Regions from separate parts of the Mus musculus genome. Here all the other regions are linked to region 3. Evidence: chromatin contacts called from public Hi-C and HiChIP or PLAC-seq data. All regions are on one chromosome and are shown on one strand. Each heading gives the region's core, a stretch centred on a gene start, on an enhancer-like site or on the middle of the called end of the contact. The rest is flanking DNA. Distances are from core to core; before and after follow the strand shown.

The links. Hi-C and Micro-C count contacts between places; a contact is called where the count stands out from the background. HiChIP or PLAC-seq counts read pairs in DNA pulled down with a chosen protein or histone mark.
Region 1: an H3K4me3 HiChIP or PLAC-seq map of bone marrow-derived macrophages shows a contact between it and region 3, with 4 times the contacts expected there. The contact joins the promoter of Rpl7l1 here to the enhancer-like site in region 3. A contact is called at or near these places in 5 of 39 promoter capture datasets (hippocampal neurons, liver, pre-B cells and 1 more), 1 of 15 datasets of contacts at CTCF or cohesin (the NIH/3T3 cell line), 9 of 484 Hi-C or Micro-C datasets (the Ba/F3 cell line, the N1E-115 cell line, cerebral cortex and 5 more) and 3 of 115 datasets of contacts at active chromatin or transcription factors (T-cell acute lymphoblastic leukemia, bone marrow-derived macrophages and embryonic stem cells).
Region 2: an H3K4me3 HiChIP or PLAC-seq map of bone marrow-derived macrophages shows a contact between it and region 3, with 4 times the contacts expected there. The contact joins two enhancer-like sites. A contact is called at or near these places in 2 of 15 datasets of contacts at CTCF or cohesin (the NIH/3T3 cell line and embryonic stem cells), 2 of 484 Hi-C or Micro-C datasets (LSK cells and uterus), 6 of 115 datasets of contacts at active chromatin or transcription factors (bone marrow-derived macrophages, embryonic basal ganglia, embryonic hindbrain and 2 more) and 1 of 9 other capture datasets (embryonic stem cells).
Region 4: a Hi-C map of uterus shows a contact between it and region 3, with 2.6 times the contacts expected there. The contact joins the promoter of AI661453 here to the enhancer-like site in region 3. A contact is called at or near these places in 2 of 15 datasets of contacts at CTCF or cohesin (embryonic stem cells and stem cell-derived epiblast-like cells), 18 of 484 Hi-C or Micro-C datasets (the C2C12 cell line, the N1E-115 cell line, bone marrow-derived macrophages and 11 more), 10 of 115 datasets of contacts at active chromatin or transcription factors (bone marrow-derived macrophages, craniofacial prominence, embryonic basal ganglia and 4 more) and 3 of 9 other capture datasets (embryonic stem cells, liver and macrophages).

The regions. Positions count from the first base shown.
Region 1 is chr17:46,780,691-46,783,965 of GRCm38.p6, forward strand. Rpl7l1 (ribosomal protein L7-like 1) reads right to left here and starts at 1,966. Exons shown (of 7, transcript NM_025433.3): 1 at 1,929-1,966; 2 at 1,093-1,201. The coding sequence starts at 1,942.
Region 2 is chr17:47,453,277-47,456,574 of GRCm38.p6, forward strand. All of the region lies in intron 2 of AI661453 (expressed sequence AI661453), which reads left to right. Among named protein-coding and RNA genes, the nearest start is that of AI661453, 18 kb to the left of the region's middle. Within about 2 kb of position 1,610, at least 85 of the 459 cell types and tissues checked have an H3K27ac peak or open chromatin away from gene starts, as enhancers often do. A contact at or near this core is called in bone marrow-derived macrophages and uterus, where this site is marked.
Region 3 is chr17:47,037,949-47,041,406 of GRCm38.p6, forward strand. No RefSeq gene overlaps it. Among named protein-coding and RNA genes, the nearest start is that of Ubr2, 29 kb to the left of the region's middle. Within about 2 kb of position 1,658, at least 58 of the 459 cell types and tissues checked have an H3K27ac peak or open chromatin away from gene starts, as enhancers often do. A contact at or near this core is called in the Ba/F3 cell line, the C2C12 cell line, the N1E-115 cell line and 7 more, where this site is marked.
Region 4 is chr17:47,435,202-47,438,582 of GRCm38.p6, forward strand. AI661453 (expressed sequence AI661453) reads left to right here and starts at 1,438. Exons shown (of 5, transcript NM_145489.2): 1 at 1,438-1,748. The coding sequence starts at 1,604. It also overlaps a transcript of 1700001C19Rik not described here.

The DNA.
Region 1 (3,275 bases), core at 716-3,215, 260 kb before region 3:
ACTGAGAGATGTAAGAGCAGTCAGTGCTCTTAAGGGCTGAAGAAAAGTTTGTGGTGAGCTCATATGCTGGTAACATTTAATACAGGTGTTTAGGAAACTCAACACTATATTAGGCATCATTAAACAAGAGGATTTTCTTCTCTTTGCGTTCAAAAATCCTGTACATACTGTGTGCAGAATCTACACATTGGTTTTTCGAGACAGGGTTTCTCTGTGTAGCCCTGGCTGACCTGGAACTCACTTTGTAGACCAGGCTGACCTCGAACTCAGAAATCCGCCTGCCTTTGCCTCCCGAGTGCTGGGATTAAAGGTGAGCCACCATGACCAGGAATTTTTTTTTAATTAGATATTTTCTTTATTTACATTTCAAATACTATCCCGAAAGTTCCCTATACCCTCCCCCCAAAGATTTATTTATTATTATATGTAAGTACACTGCAGCTGTCTTTACACACACCTGAAGAGGGAGTCAGATCTCATTATAGGTGGTTGTGAGCTACCATGTGGTTGCTGGGATTTGAACTCAGGACCTTCCGAAGAGCAGTCAGTGCTCTTAAGGGCTGAGCCATCTCTCCAGCCCACACGTGATTCTAAATAAACTTTTAAAATTGTTGGATACTTTTGGTTTGAGACAGGTTCTCTTTATATAGCCAAACTCTCCATTTTCCTGTCTCAACCTTCTAGAATGCTGAAAAGTGTGCCACAGATAGCAATTTAATCGCAGCATTCTAGAGGCCTAAGTAGGCTGATCTGTTAGTTTGAGGCCAGCCTGGTCATACAGTATTCCAGACCATATGTACAGACCCCATCTAAGAAACAAACCAACCCCAACAAAACATTTTTAAAATAATCTATTTTTTTCCCTGCCAAATTTGGTTTTACCACTAAATTTGAATTCAGAAAATGTCTTCACTTTTCCCTTAAAGGCTGGTCTAACATTTTGCTCACAGAAAGATGGTGGGTAAATCTTTGCTAAATGGAGGACTATGAGGGAGAAACCTGTGAGGGATCTGATAACAAATCTAGTTCAACGAACACCGTTTAGTAAAATCCGTCCACTACAAATCCTAACCCCCCCCCTCTCAGAATTACCTCTCTCTTTGCCAAAAGTGCCTGCTTTGCCTGAGTGGCTTTGAGGGCTTGATAAGCCTTCCTCTTTTTCAGAAGATTTTCTGGAACCAAAGGAATTTTTTTTCTTTCCCTGATAAAGGAACAAATTTGACATTAATGAAAATTGCCAAACCAACATTTGGTGGCTTTCCAAACCAATTCGAGATCCTGGTCTTCCCGGGACCTAAAGTTTCTGATGAGTCTTCGCCGTGCTCCTGTAATGCTCACTCGTCCCGAGAGCCTTTAAAAATCAGGAAAAACCTTTGCTCTCTGGGTTCGTTTTGGTCCGTGGAGCTTTAACAACTGTAGGCTATGACCTGTCACTAGCGGCAAGGAAATTCTAGTAAAATCCAGAAAGGGGCTATCACAGATCCATCAAGAAGAGTAATGATTAAGTCGAGCTAGGATGAGGTGGGGGGGGGGGGCACATGAAAGCAGGAGGGGGAATTGGGGGGAAAGAGCTTGGTGGAAGACGCAGGGGAATAAGAGATGATGGGGAGGTGATACGATCAAAATACACTGTACGTGTGTACCAAACTGTGAAAGACATGACAGCCAAGCTGAGCGAACTCAACTCTGGCGCTACGCAGCCACTCGCCCCTCCGAACCTCAGTTCCTCTTCTCGCTGCTTCCAAAGTCGTCCCGATCCCTGGTCGCGGAGCCCTACAGCATCTCAGCCCCCACCTTGACTTCATACTATGGAGCCTTTTTCTTTTCTCTCCACAGCCCACAGCTTCCTTTTGTATCACCAGAGTACAAACAGAAAGGATGGCATCGGATCCTCAAAGCCCCATAGAGAGATCCGAAGACACACTCACCCTTCCTCCGCCATCTTTCCGGTGCTTCAGCTACTGCGCTTGCGCAGCCTCACCGGGCGGGGTAGAGAGGCCCGCCTCGACGTCTCTTGTATCATAGAGACGGACTCTCGCTCCCGCAGGAGGACTCAGGCAGCCTGAGATTCCTTAGCGAATGTGAGCGTCTGGGAAAAGGTCTTGCTAGCCAGGATTCCGGCAAAAAACCCTCCAGTTTTCTTCCCATCCCTTCTAAGGTCTCTAGAGTCTGACACCCGTCTGGATCCAACCCTTTTCAGTTAGGCTGTAGGGTCTCGAACTCGGCCGCTTGTGAACAATTTAAAGGCTTTCCACAATGCATCTGCAGCTTCCGCTACGGCACGGGCTCTACAGAAGTTGGCCGCCTTGCTTAGGTGAGGTTTTTATTCCCGGAGACTTGAAGGACCGACGTGGCACTCACATTTGGTGGGCGGTTATTTGTGGAGGATTTGCGGAAATAAAAATGTGTCACCTACTCTGTGAGCCTTTGAATTCCTCACCTTTCTGCATCTCGGCTTCCTCATCCGTACAATGAATATCTACGGGTTCCCAGTGGCCGCCAGGGGGCTCCTTAAGATTTACAAAGCCTTAGCACAAGTTGGGTAAACAGTGGAGCCAGAAACTAGAAATGCTCCATTTCCATCTCAGAGCCTTCACTTGTTTAAGTTTCTCAGAATTTACTCCCATTGCCACATACTAGCACAGTGCTGTTTTATGCTAGCACAGTGCTGTTTTATGCTCTAGCCTAGGACAACGCCACTATATAACACTAGAAAGGGTCGCCACCCACAGCCTTTATCCTACACCTTTGGCTTATGGGCAGGAGACTTTTCTTATTTTCTGTGTCTCTTCTGCACCTCACTACACCACTTCACTACAGTGGGACTCTGCAAGGAATTGTTGAGTACCCAAGGACTGATACATGATGTTGGAACACACTAAAAAACTAGTCCACTCAACACGCTAATGTCATTACCAGATGAATGTCAAAGGAGATTAAGGGCACGACCTCTTCCGGCCTCCTGCACCAGGCATACCAGGTATTCTAAACTATTCCATGGATTGCGCTAGAACCATGCTTGTTTTTAAGTTTCCTCAAAAATCTCTGTCCGGGGCTGGTGAGATGGCTCAGTGGGTAAAAGCACCCGACTGTTCTTCCGAAGGTCCAGAGTTCAAATCCCAGCAACCACATGGTGGCTCACAACCATCTGTAACAAGATCTGACGCCCTCTTCTGGAGTGTCTGAAGACAGCTACAGTGTACTTACATATAATAATAATAATAATAATAATAATAATAATAATAATAATAATAATAATAAAATATATATATATG
Region 2 (3,298 bases), core at 360-2,859, 420 kb after region 3:
CCCTTTCCTTTCTCTTTCCTTCCACCCTAAAGTGATAGCAAAGGGGACAGGAGAGGATTCCTGGTGACTTGTCCCTGACCATAGGGAAACACCCATTTTCCCCAAAACATGTGCACAGAGGAGTCAGGGGGCCATGCCCTGGGCACAACATCTGGAGATTCAGGCTCTGACTAACCCACAGAGGGTTTTTGAGGTTTATTTATTTTAGTTTGTGGCGTGAGTGTTTTTGAATGCATATAAGTCTCTGTGCTATGTGTGTGTGTGCTGCCCACAGAGGCCAGAAGACGACATTGGATCCCTGGAACTGTAGTAACAGCCTTCTAGTGCTGGCAAATGAACCAGGCCCTCTGGAAGAACCCTTAACTGATGGGCCTCTCCAGCCTCCCACAAGGGCGAGCCTGACAGCAAACACCTCCCTCCTCTGCCCTGCTTTTCAGGGTCTGTGGGCGTGCCTCAGCCTCTGTAGTCCAACCATCCCAAGGTAGGTGGGGTCCACCCCACTTTATAGAGTCCAGGCAAGAACACCAAGTCCTGGGAGGCCGGAGGGGCACCCACTGAGCTTTGAGGGGTACTGTCTCTGCCTTTGTGATAACTGTTTGGGATGCTGCTTAGCTTGTTGTTTGGAAACAGAACTTCATGTAGCCCAGGCTGGCCCTTGAACTCACTGATCCTCCTGCCTCTGCTTCCCAAGTGCTGGGAGGGCTTTGCTACTATACCCAGCTCATATTTTGTTTTTGTTTTATGTTTTGCTTTATCTCAAGACGGGGTCTCCATATGTAGCCCAGGCTACCTTCCAACTTGTAGTAATCCCCCTGTTGCTGCCTTCCAAGTGGCAATTACAGGTGTGTGCCACCGGCCTGAATGCTACTCTATGTCTGCTTTACTCTAGTTATAAAGACTGGTCTTTAAAGATAGCCTGATTCTGTTGCCCAGGCTAACCTGGGACTCAGCCTGGTCTTCCTGCTTCACTCTCCCTCCATGGATCATGAGTATGAACCAAACACCCTACAATTAAGAATCATAACTATGTTGGATGGTTTTTTTTTTTTTAATTATAAATGAAACACAGTCACTTGTTAAGAAAGGAAGCTGAGGGGCTGCACGATGGCTCAACAGGGAAAGGAACTTGCCACCAAATCTGATGATCCCTGAGGCCCATACGGTGGGAAGAAAACATGATTCCCACAGGTTGTCCCTCTGACCTCCTCCGCAAGTTCACCGTAGTATGTGCACACACAAACATAAAGGAAAGTAGCTGGCATGGGGATTTGTGCGTATAATGTGGCAGATGGGATGCAGAGGCAGGAGGATCACCAGTTCAGGGCCAGTGTTGACTATATACAGAGTTAAAGACCAGCCCGGGCTACAGAGGCCTCTGGTTTCTTCGTTTCTTTTTAAAGGGAGAAACAGAGAAGGAAGAAAATAAGCCTGAATGTTCTTGGAGTCTTACCCCTCCCCTCCAGGCTCCCCGAATCAGCCTTGCCAGAGCAGTTGGCTCACTGCCCATGTCTTCCTCTGAACCGAGGCACCAGCCATGGACCCCGTGAGATAGCCCATGGCCCCAGCTTCCTGGTGTTGTCAGGCTGGGGAGACGAGGAAGTGCTGAGGCCCAGTTTCATGACATGACATTCTGACTGGCAGAGCCGGGCTGGGCTCCGCCCCAGACACTGAAGGAGGACACCTGCCATAGCAGGGAAGGGCATGGCCTTGTAAGGCTCAGGCGCTCACTGAGTGCCTTCTGCATGATGCCCACAGGCTGGTCCACCCCTTGGGGATGTGGACAGCCACCCCGTAAGTGCAGCGCATGGAGGCACAGGCTGATTCCCACAGGCAGCATCTTGGATGCTTTGCTATTTTACCAGAGCTAGAGGCCAAGGATAAAGTGGTGCTTAGGTAAGGAGGGCACAGCATACACACAGAGACACACACACAGATACACAGGCACACACAGGCACATATACATACTCACAGATACATATACAGACACACACACATGGACACACACAGACACACACAGGCAAATGTACATACTCACAGATACACATACAGACACACACATGGACACAGGGACACACGGACACAGGGACACACATACACCATGATTGCTGGCTGGTGGCTCCTGGAAACTCTGCTTCTGAGAACACCTTTCCTGGCCTTCCTCCCAGGAGTTAGACAACCACCCAGAGGCCACGGAAGTAAGCTGTCCTAACACCCTGTCCTTGTAGGGTGGCCTGAGTATCAACGTATATCTAGGTCATCATTCACATAGCCAAGGTTAGGGAGCCACAGAAGGGGCACCGTATGAGCCAGCCTCACAAAACACCATGGTCAATGAGACCTTTGGAATACATCTACAGGCGAGGCAGGCTGACTTTGCTCTGAACTGATTGGTAGCTGATCTGGCATGAGAAAACAGATTTTTTTTTTCTTTCTCCTATATTCTTCAGACCACTTGCTCACTCCGGAATTTACTCCTTCAAAAGGATTTGTTAGTTGTCTAAAACTAGACATGTATATGTAGACACTCAGCTGTCCTGACCTCCAGCAGGCTGGTGGCATGCTCTAGCCAGTAACAGTGTGCACTGCATTGACCCACAAGAAGCATGAAGAACAAATGCTGTAGCCACTTGCTATGTGACCTGGGGTGATGACCTCAGCCTATCTGTGCCTCGTTTTCCGCACCTGGAAAGGAAATAAGTCTTTTCTGGTTCCTGCATAGACTAATTGGGTTGCTGTGTTTGACATACGCTGAGTGGTGTTTTCAGGAGATATGACGTAGTAACTGTCGGCTATAAAAATAGTGTCCTAAGGCCTGTAGACTTCACAGGGAAGGGAAGTTAGCACCAACTTGGATTGCCAAGAATTTTACAGAAGAGGGGCATTTAAACTGGGGTTTAAAAAGCAATGGTGGAGCTGGGCATGATAGCGCACTCCTTTAATCCCAGCACTTGGGAGGCAGAGGCAGGCGGATTTCTGAGTTCGAGGCCAGCCTGGTCTACAGAGTGAGTTCCAAGAAAGCCAGGGCTACACAGAGAAAAAGGAAGGGTCTCTGCTCCAAAGAGGAGAGGGTTGCTGCCAGAGCCCACTTGCTGAGGAGAGGAGCAAGCTGGGTCTTCTCCAGGAAATGTTGGTTGGAGCTCAGAGTTTGCGAAGTGGAGAGATGGTAACAGAGCTGTACAAAATCTGTACAAAATCCACCTTATGACGGGTCCTGCTCAGACACCATGGGAAGGCAGCTGGATTTCTTCCCCTAGACCAATGAGGGACACTGGAAGAGGGAAAGCATCCTGCTTGCAAC
Region 3 (3,458 bases), core at 408-2,907:
TGCTCTTCACTGACGACCTGCATGGATTGGTTTGCCTTACATTGCATTGCCAAGCTTTGCTTGTGGCGATTCCATAGAGAGAACCTCACCAAAGAACTTATGGTGAGGTTCCTGCGGATTTTGCAGCTTCTGCAGACTCGGACTGCTTGGTGAGCTGCAAGGTTTCTTCTGAATTGAATTGCCCTTGCTGATTCCTGTGTGGTGTCTGCCGAGCGGACTGGACGGCAGCTGCTGGTTCATGTTTGGTGTTTGCTAGTGGACTGGACTGAGAGCAACAAAGACTGGGGTCGCTCCAAAGAACTATTTCTAAACAGGTACACTTCCCCCATATCCTAATAACCTTTCTTTCCCACTACCTCTGATGGGTGGTGGACTAGTGGGGAGGTTGGACCCTTACTAAAGTAGGTTGAAAAAAATATGCCAAAATGTTTGTATATGCCTGATGATTTGAGTTTATTCCTATATTCCTCAAGGTAGCTGGAGAGGTCTGAGAACTTCCCTTTGACCTGTGCACACTCCCTGTGACCTGTGTGTACCCACATTCACACATTCTTGAACATGCAGTAAACAAATATTTAAAAAGAAAGCAGCGTGTGGGAACCAGCAGGGATGTAGGTCAGTTGATAACAAGCCTGCCTAGCCAACATAGGGTCCTGGATCCATCCCTGGCATCTTAAGTGTGGGATGATGTTGAAAGAAGCACTTTGGACTCATCCCGAGATAGGGTTCTCCCTCCCCTTACTCTGTGCATGTCCACCTGTCTATCATCCTGCAGAACAAGTACAGCTTTGTACCATGACATTCCTAACCCAGACTTCAGGATTCTTCACCATTCATATCGATTCTGTCAGTGGACCAAACATCGACCCTGCCCAGGGACTTGAACACAAGCAGAAGGTCCTGCATTCCCTGTAGAGTACGAGTTCAAGTCACTAGGTCCTCTGCCTTTGATTCTGCTCATTGCAAGGACACCCTCACCCTCCTCTCAAGTGGCCCTTCAGGCAGAGACAACTAACTACTCTCTAGGACTGTGTTTGAAATGACCTTGGAGCCTTCTTCAGATCCGTTTCCTCCGCGATACTGCTGGGAGCCTGCAGGGGGCGCTCCTGTCCAGGGCTGGCATCCTCTCAGGCTCGCCTTTCTCGGTGGGGCTGGGCTTTCTTATGCCTGCAGTCTCTCTTTAACAATGGAGCTTGCGTTTGTTTAAAATTGTGACTGGTGGCACAGCTGGGAGCCCAGAAGTACTCTGTGTCGCTTTGTTATTTTAGGTTTCATAAGCAGCTAGAAAGTGAAATTCAAAATGACATCTTCAAGCGGAAATCAAGTCCTTCTCCTCCCGAGCTATGTATATTGGGATGCCCTTCTAGCAACCAGCCATGGTGCCACGCCAGCAGCCAGAATGCCAGTTAAGATCCATGCCTACTTTTTAGTAGTAGGGACTTGAGAACAAGAAGCTCTGCGTGGCACAGGGTGAATTCTTCGGAGGACCAGTCTGAGACAAACTGAAATTTGATCTCGCCTGAAATTTCTTCCAGTTGACAGAGCTTCTTTTTCATTCAATAAAATGAAACACAAAATAAAGCAAAGACAGAGGTTCAGGCATAGCCGTTGAATTACCCCTAGTTAATATGTCACCACAGCTTAGAGTAACTTGAATGTCTGAATCAGTCTTATCAGATGGTGGCAGAATTCCTGGAGAATTGGTATTTCATTGTGGAGGAACCAAGGAATTGCCGGCCCTGCCAACAGAAGACAAACTAAGACTGGGCTGTCTGACTTAGCAAATACAAATATGTACACTCAGTTAACTGTGAATTTCAGACACCGAACTCAAACATTTCATTTCATTTTACTTGCTTGAGACAGGGTCTCACTGAAATTCCCTATGTAGACCAGGCTAGCCTGGAATGTGCAGAGATCCACCTGCCCCTGTCTTCCAAGCCCTGGGATGAAAAGTGTGCACCACTATTCCTAATCTTCCTTAATTTTTAAATTCTCAGTAAACACTAAGAGCAAATCTGGTCTCCTGTTGAAATTCAAATGTGCAGGGTGTGATGCCTGGAATGTTCTGGAATCAGGCAGAACTTTCTGAGTTTGAGGCCAGCCTAGTTTGCACAGTGAGTTCCAGTCAGCCAGAATAGCCAGTGAGACTCTGTCTTAGCCCAGGGGGTGGGGCTGGGGGAGAGAAAGAAGTTAAGATATAAATAAAAGTCCTATATTTCATTTGGTATACAAAGTGGAAGAGAAAAGTTTTTTTTGTTTGTTTTTTGTTTTTTTTTTTTTAAATTTAGCCCAGTGGGTTCTCAACCTGTGGGTCATGACCCATTTTGGGGGAACAAACAGCCCTTTCAAGGGTTCACAGATCAGCTGTCCTGCAAATCAGATATCTTGCATGTCAGATGTTTACATCACAACTCATGACTTTAGCAGGATTACAGTCATGAAGTAGCAAGAAAAATGATGTTATGGTTGGGATTGCCACAACGTGTGGCACTGTATTAAAGGGTCACAGCATTAGGAAGGGTGAGAGCCACTGCCTAAGAGCTTCAGCATCATTTGGCAGACATAGCCACCGTGAAGGGTTTGGGGTGTGTTATCCCATCCACCATCCGTGAACATACATAAGTATTTGTGTATTCTAAACCTGGTTTCCCTATTGGCTAGCTAACTGACTTTGGGAGAGTAACCTAACTTCTCTGGATTTTAAGTTTTCTTTCTTTCATGGTTATTTATTTTTATTTTGTATGTATGAGTGTTCGCTTCATGTGTGCATATGTGCTCTGTGTGTGCCTAGTGTCCTAACAAGTCCTCGGAGCCCAGAAGAAGGCAGCAGGTCCCCTGGAACTAGAGGTGGTCACAACCTGTGACCTGTCATGTAGGAGCTGGGAACCTATCCCAGGTCTTCTGTGAGAGCTCATAACTGCTGCTGAGCCCTCTCTCCAGTCTCCATTTGTAATGTTAATTGTCAAACTCACGACAAGCCTAATTTGTAAATTACACATTATTATCAGTCTGAGTAGACAGAAAAAAGTGTAATAACACGTGGTACTATCTAGGACATCAGGCATCCCTCAGGGTCTCCTGCAGACAAGGTGGGAGTAATACAATACAATTCACCTTCACTGTTGTGGGCAAGGCACTTGAAACCCATCTCTTGCCTGACAGACAAAATGTCTGAGCAACCTTGAGCTGTGACACCCGCCTTCACTGCTTCTGGACTTGGAAAGGGTCCGGTAGCCATCAGCGTGCCTGGTTCTCGGGTCTTCAGCATGTATCTGAAGATCTTTCAGCTTCCAAAACTGCACAAGTCAAGGCCCTGGTGATAATTCTACACTCTAGCCTACCCACCCACCCAGGGTTAGCAAGATGGCTCAGCTGGTAAGGGTGCTTGTTCAATTCCCGAGACCAAAATCTGCACGCATGAGAACACACACGCACACATACAAGGGGGTAACTAG
Region 4 (3,381 bases), core at 188-2,687, 400 kb after region 3:
GAGATCAGTCAACTTTCTGATAGGCAGCACTAACTAGACCCAGTAGATTTAAAGGGGGGCGGGGAGGGATGATGAAGAGGAGAAAGGGATGGGAGGGAAGAGTGGGAGAGGGATAGCCTGCATGATATGCTCAAGACACATTGTTTATGTATGAAATTGCCAAAGACTAAATTTTATTTCATGAAATATACATTAAGATCGGGCTTGGTGGTCTGAGCATTTAATCCCAGCACTTGGGAGACAGAGTTGAGATAGTCATAAGTTCAAGTCCAGCCTGGTCTACAAATTTCAGGACAGCAATGGCTACATAATAGACAGACCCTGCCATACATAGATAGATAGATAGATAGATAGATGCATACATACATACATACATAATACATACATGTATGTATATGACATATATGGCAGGGTCTCTCTAATATACACACTATATAATGTATTAAATATATTATCTTTAATATATTAATAATATACACAATATAAATAATAAACAAGAAACAATATGAAATATATAAAATAATTATATATTGAATATGTTAAATATTTAATATATTAGTATATTAATATATATGGAGGCCTAACCATGAGGATAGTTTCTTCCTGTGTTCTCTAATGGTACAGAAACTAGCCGGGCGATGGTGGCACACGCCTTTAATCCCAGAACTTTCGAGGCAGAGGCAGGCAGATTTCTGAGTTTGAGGCCAGTCTGGTCTACAAAGTGAGTTCCAGGACAGCTAGGGCTATACAGAGGAACCCTGTCTCGAAAACAAAAACAAAACCAAAAACAAACGAACAAACAAACAAACAAAAAATGGTACAGAAATTAGCCGGGCGGTGGTGGCACAAGCCTTTAATCCCAGCACTCCTGTCTCGGAAAAACAAAAAAACAACAACAACAACAACAACAACAACAACAACAACAACAAAAAAAAAAAAAAAAGGAAAAAAAATGTGCAGAAATTTCTTAACTCTACCTGGCCTCTAACTTCCTGTGTATTCATCATTTGTATTCATCGAAGTCTCCCTCACACATGTCAGAGGGCCCACGGGATGCTCTGGGCCATGCTAGCTTGGCCAGGCAGGTACTTTTCTGGGATGCAAGTCATTTCTAAACTGTCCACCCTGATCTGCTCAGGAAGGGCTCACAGACTCAAGGAACTCGCCTTGGGCTTTTCCTGGTCCAGAAAAAAAAAAAAAAAAAAAAAAAAAGTGGGGGTGGATCGGGCGTGCCGGTAGGGAACCCGCGGCAGGGGGCGGCTCTGCTCCCCAGCAGGGCGTGGGCCGGGCGAGGTCCTCCGCGCAGCGCACGGTGCCAACAATAGGCTGTTGTGGAAGGAGGCAGGAATGTGGCCCGGGGAGTTGGGCGGCGGGGCGGGGCCGGCTCCGGGCGGCAGCCTCTTACCTGTCCAGGTAGCTCGCATTTCCAGGCGAGCGGCGGCGGCGCCCGCACCACCTGTCGCCGGGTGCGCGGGCGGGGAGCGCGGCTGGGGACCATGGCCTGCTAGTGTCCCCTGGGAAGACGCTGCGGGGTTCAGTCTGGAGCAGGACAGGCCTAGGGACGGAAGGTCCTTCCCTCGGGGACAGATCGGCCTGCAGCAGCATGAAAAAGAACCAGACCATGCAGGGCACTTTCAGCAAACTCTTTGGGAAGAAGCACGCCCACCCCTCCACCACGTCCCTCTACGCCACCAATCCACCCTGGATTTTCACCCACGAGGCCCAAGAGGAGGGAACCAGGGACTTTGGTGAGTGCACCCCGGCTGGGGGAAAAAAAAAAAAAAAAAACAAGGGAGAGTTCCCCGTGGCGCCTCTTCCCTCCTGGCTCTGGCGTCACTTGGGCGCTGGGAAAGCGGGCTGGGGCAGGGACACGTTGGAACCTGTGGACCGGCTGAGGAGATGCTGGGAAGGGGAAGGAGGCGCGGCAGCCCGAGTCAGAGAGGTGCAGGGAACCCCTGAAGTGAGGCCGCCGATCCTTGCCGCCCTCACCTGCCGTTCCCTGTCTCCCTTCATAACCTTTGGTAGGGTTTCTGTTTGTGTGGCTGTCTTTGCTGTGTCTCCTACCACATATCCGCATTCTGAGTCAGAGATCTAGACGTCTGTCCCTAGTCCTTTCCGCTTCCTCTGTCCCGCAGAGAGAGCCTGCCTCAGGTGCCCTTGCCGTTCGTTCTGTTTGAGAAAGGAAAGTCAGCGAGCAGGCCACTGTTAGCAGATTGCCAGCCATTTGCGACATCAAATTAGCTTTGTTTGGTTTGGTTGGGGGTGGGGAGGGAAGGGGGCTGAGTGTCACATGCTCTTGCCCAGGTCCTCTTGGATCTGGGTTGTCTATGGTCTCGGACTGAAGAGTCAGAGGTGGGACAGAGGAGAGTGCGGACCCTTTGAATCAAGGGTGGTGTGTCTTTGCAAACTACTGGAAATAAATTGGCCCTTCCCCAGCTCCGGCTATGGGACACTCCTATCTCTTTGTCAATCTCCAGTTTATACACTCTTAACTGGGGGGAACCCCGGGAAAATGGGGGAACGGTACTCACTTCTTGTTTTTGATCCATGCTTCTGGTGTCTGAAGTGGGAGACAGGGGTGTGTCACCAATCACTCCCTAGTTTTACCTGCCTTCCTCATCACCTTTATGGTACTTGGAGTTCTGTTCAACACCCAAATGATTACATTGGGGGCCAGGGCAAGAACAAGATGTCACCTTTCCCTGACCTAAAGATCTCTCACCAGCAGGCAAGCAAAACTAAGAGTATGCCCTCCTGCCCTTTGGGGGCCTCTGCTGGAAGACAGCCTTTAGGTGCATGAGAAAGAGAAGAGGCATTTCTGAGGGGAACCTAGCCTCAGAGTGGAGAGGGAAGGCTGTCTCTGACAGAGCACAGGTTTCAGTAATGGGGAAGAGAGCAGGACCAAGTGGGGGCGTGTCTAGGCAAAGAAGATACCAGTGCTGGCAAGTGAACCCTAAGTGTACTCTGGGATGCCCCAACACCTTCCTTGGCCTGAAGGAAGACATCAATAGCAAACTGTCACCCACCTTTCCTAGGTGCAAACTCTCCTAAAACGTTTGATCTTTGACTCACTGAGTCTCTGTCTAGTGTAAGATGCTATTATTGGCTTTCTGGATGAGGACGCCAAAGAACAGGGATGTTACAGACCTGGTCCAAGACCGCAAGATTTAAATGGTAGAGCTGCGATTTTCCCAGCGCATAGGAACAGATGCTCTTCAGTAGACACCTAACTCATGTAGCTGTCACCAGCAAGCAAGTGAGAGAATTTCCAGTACCCCAGAGTCTTGCTGGCAAGAGAGCCAACATCTGGACCCAGGCAGAGCCCGACTCTAGCAGGCTTTCTGATTTTTCTCTGGAGGAAGGGATTTGGGGGTGAATGCC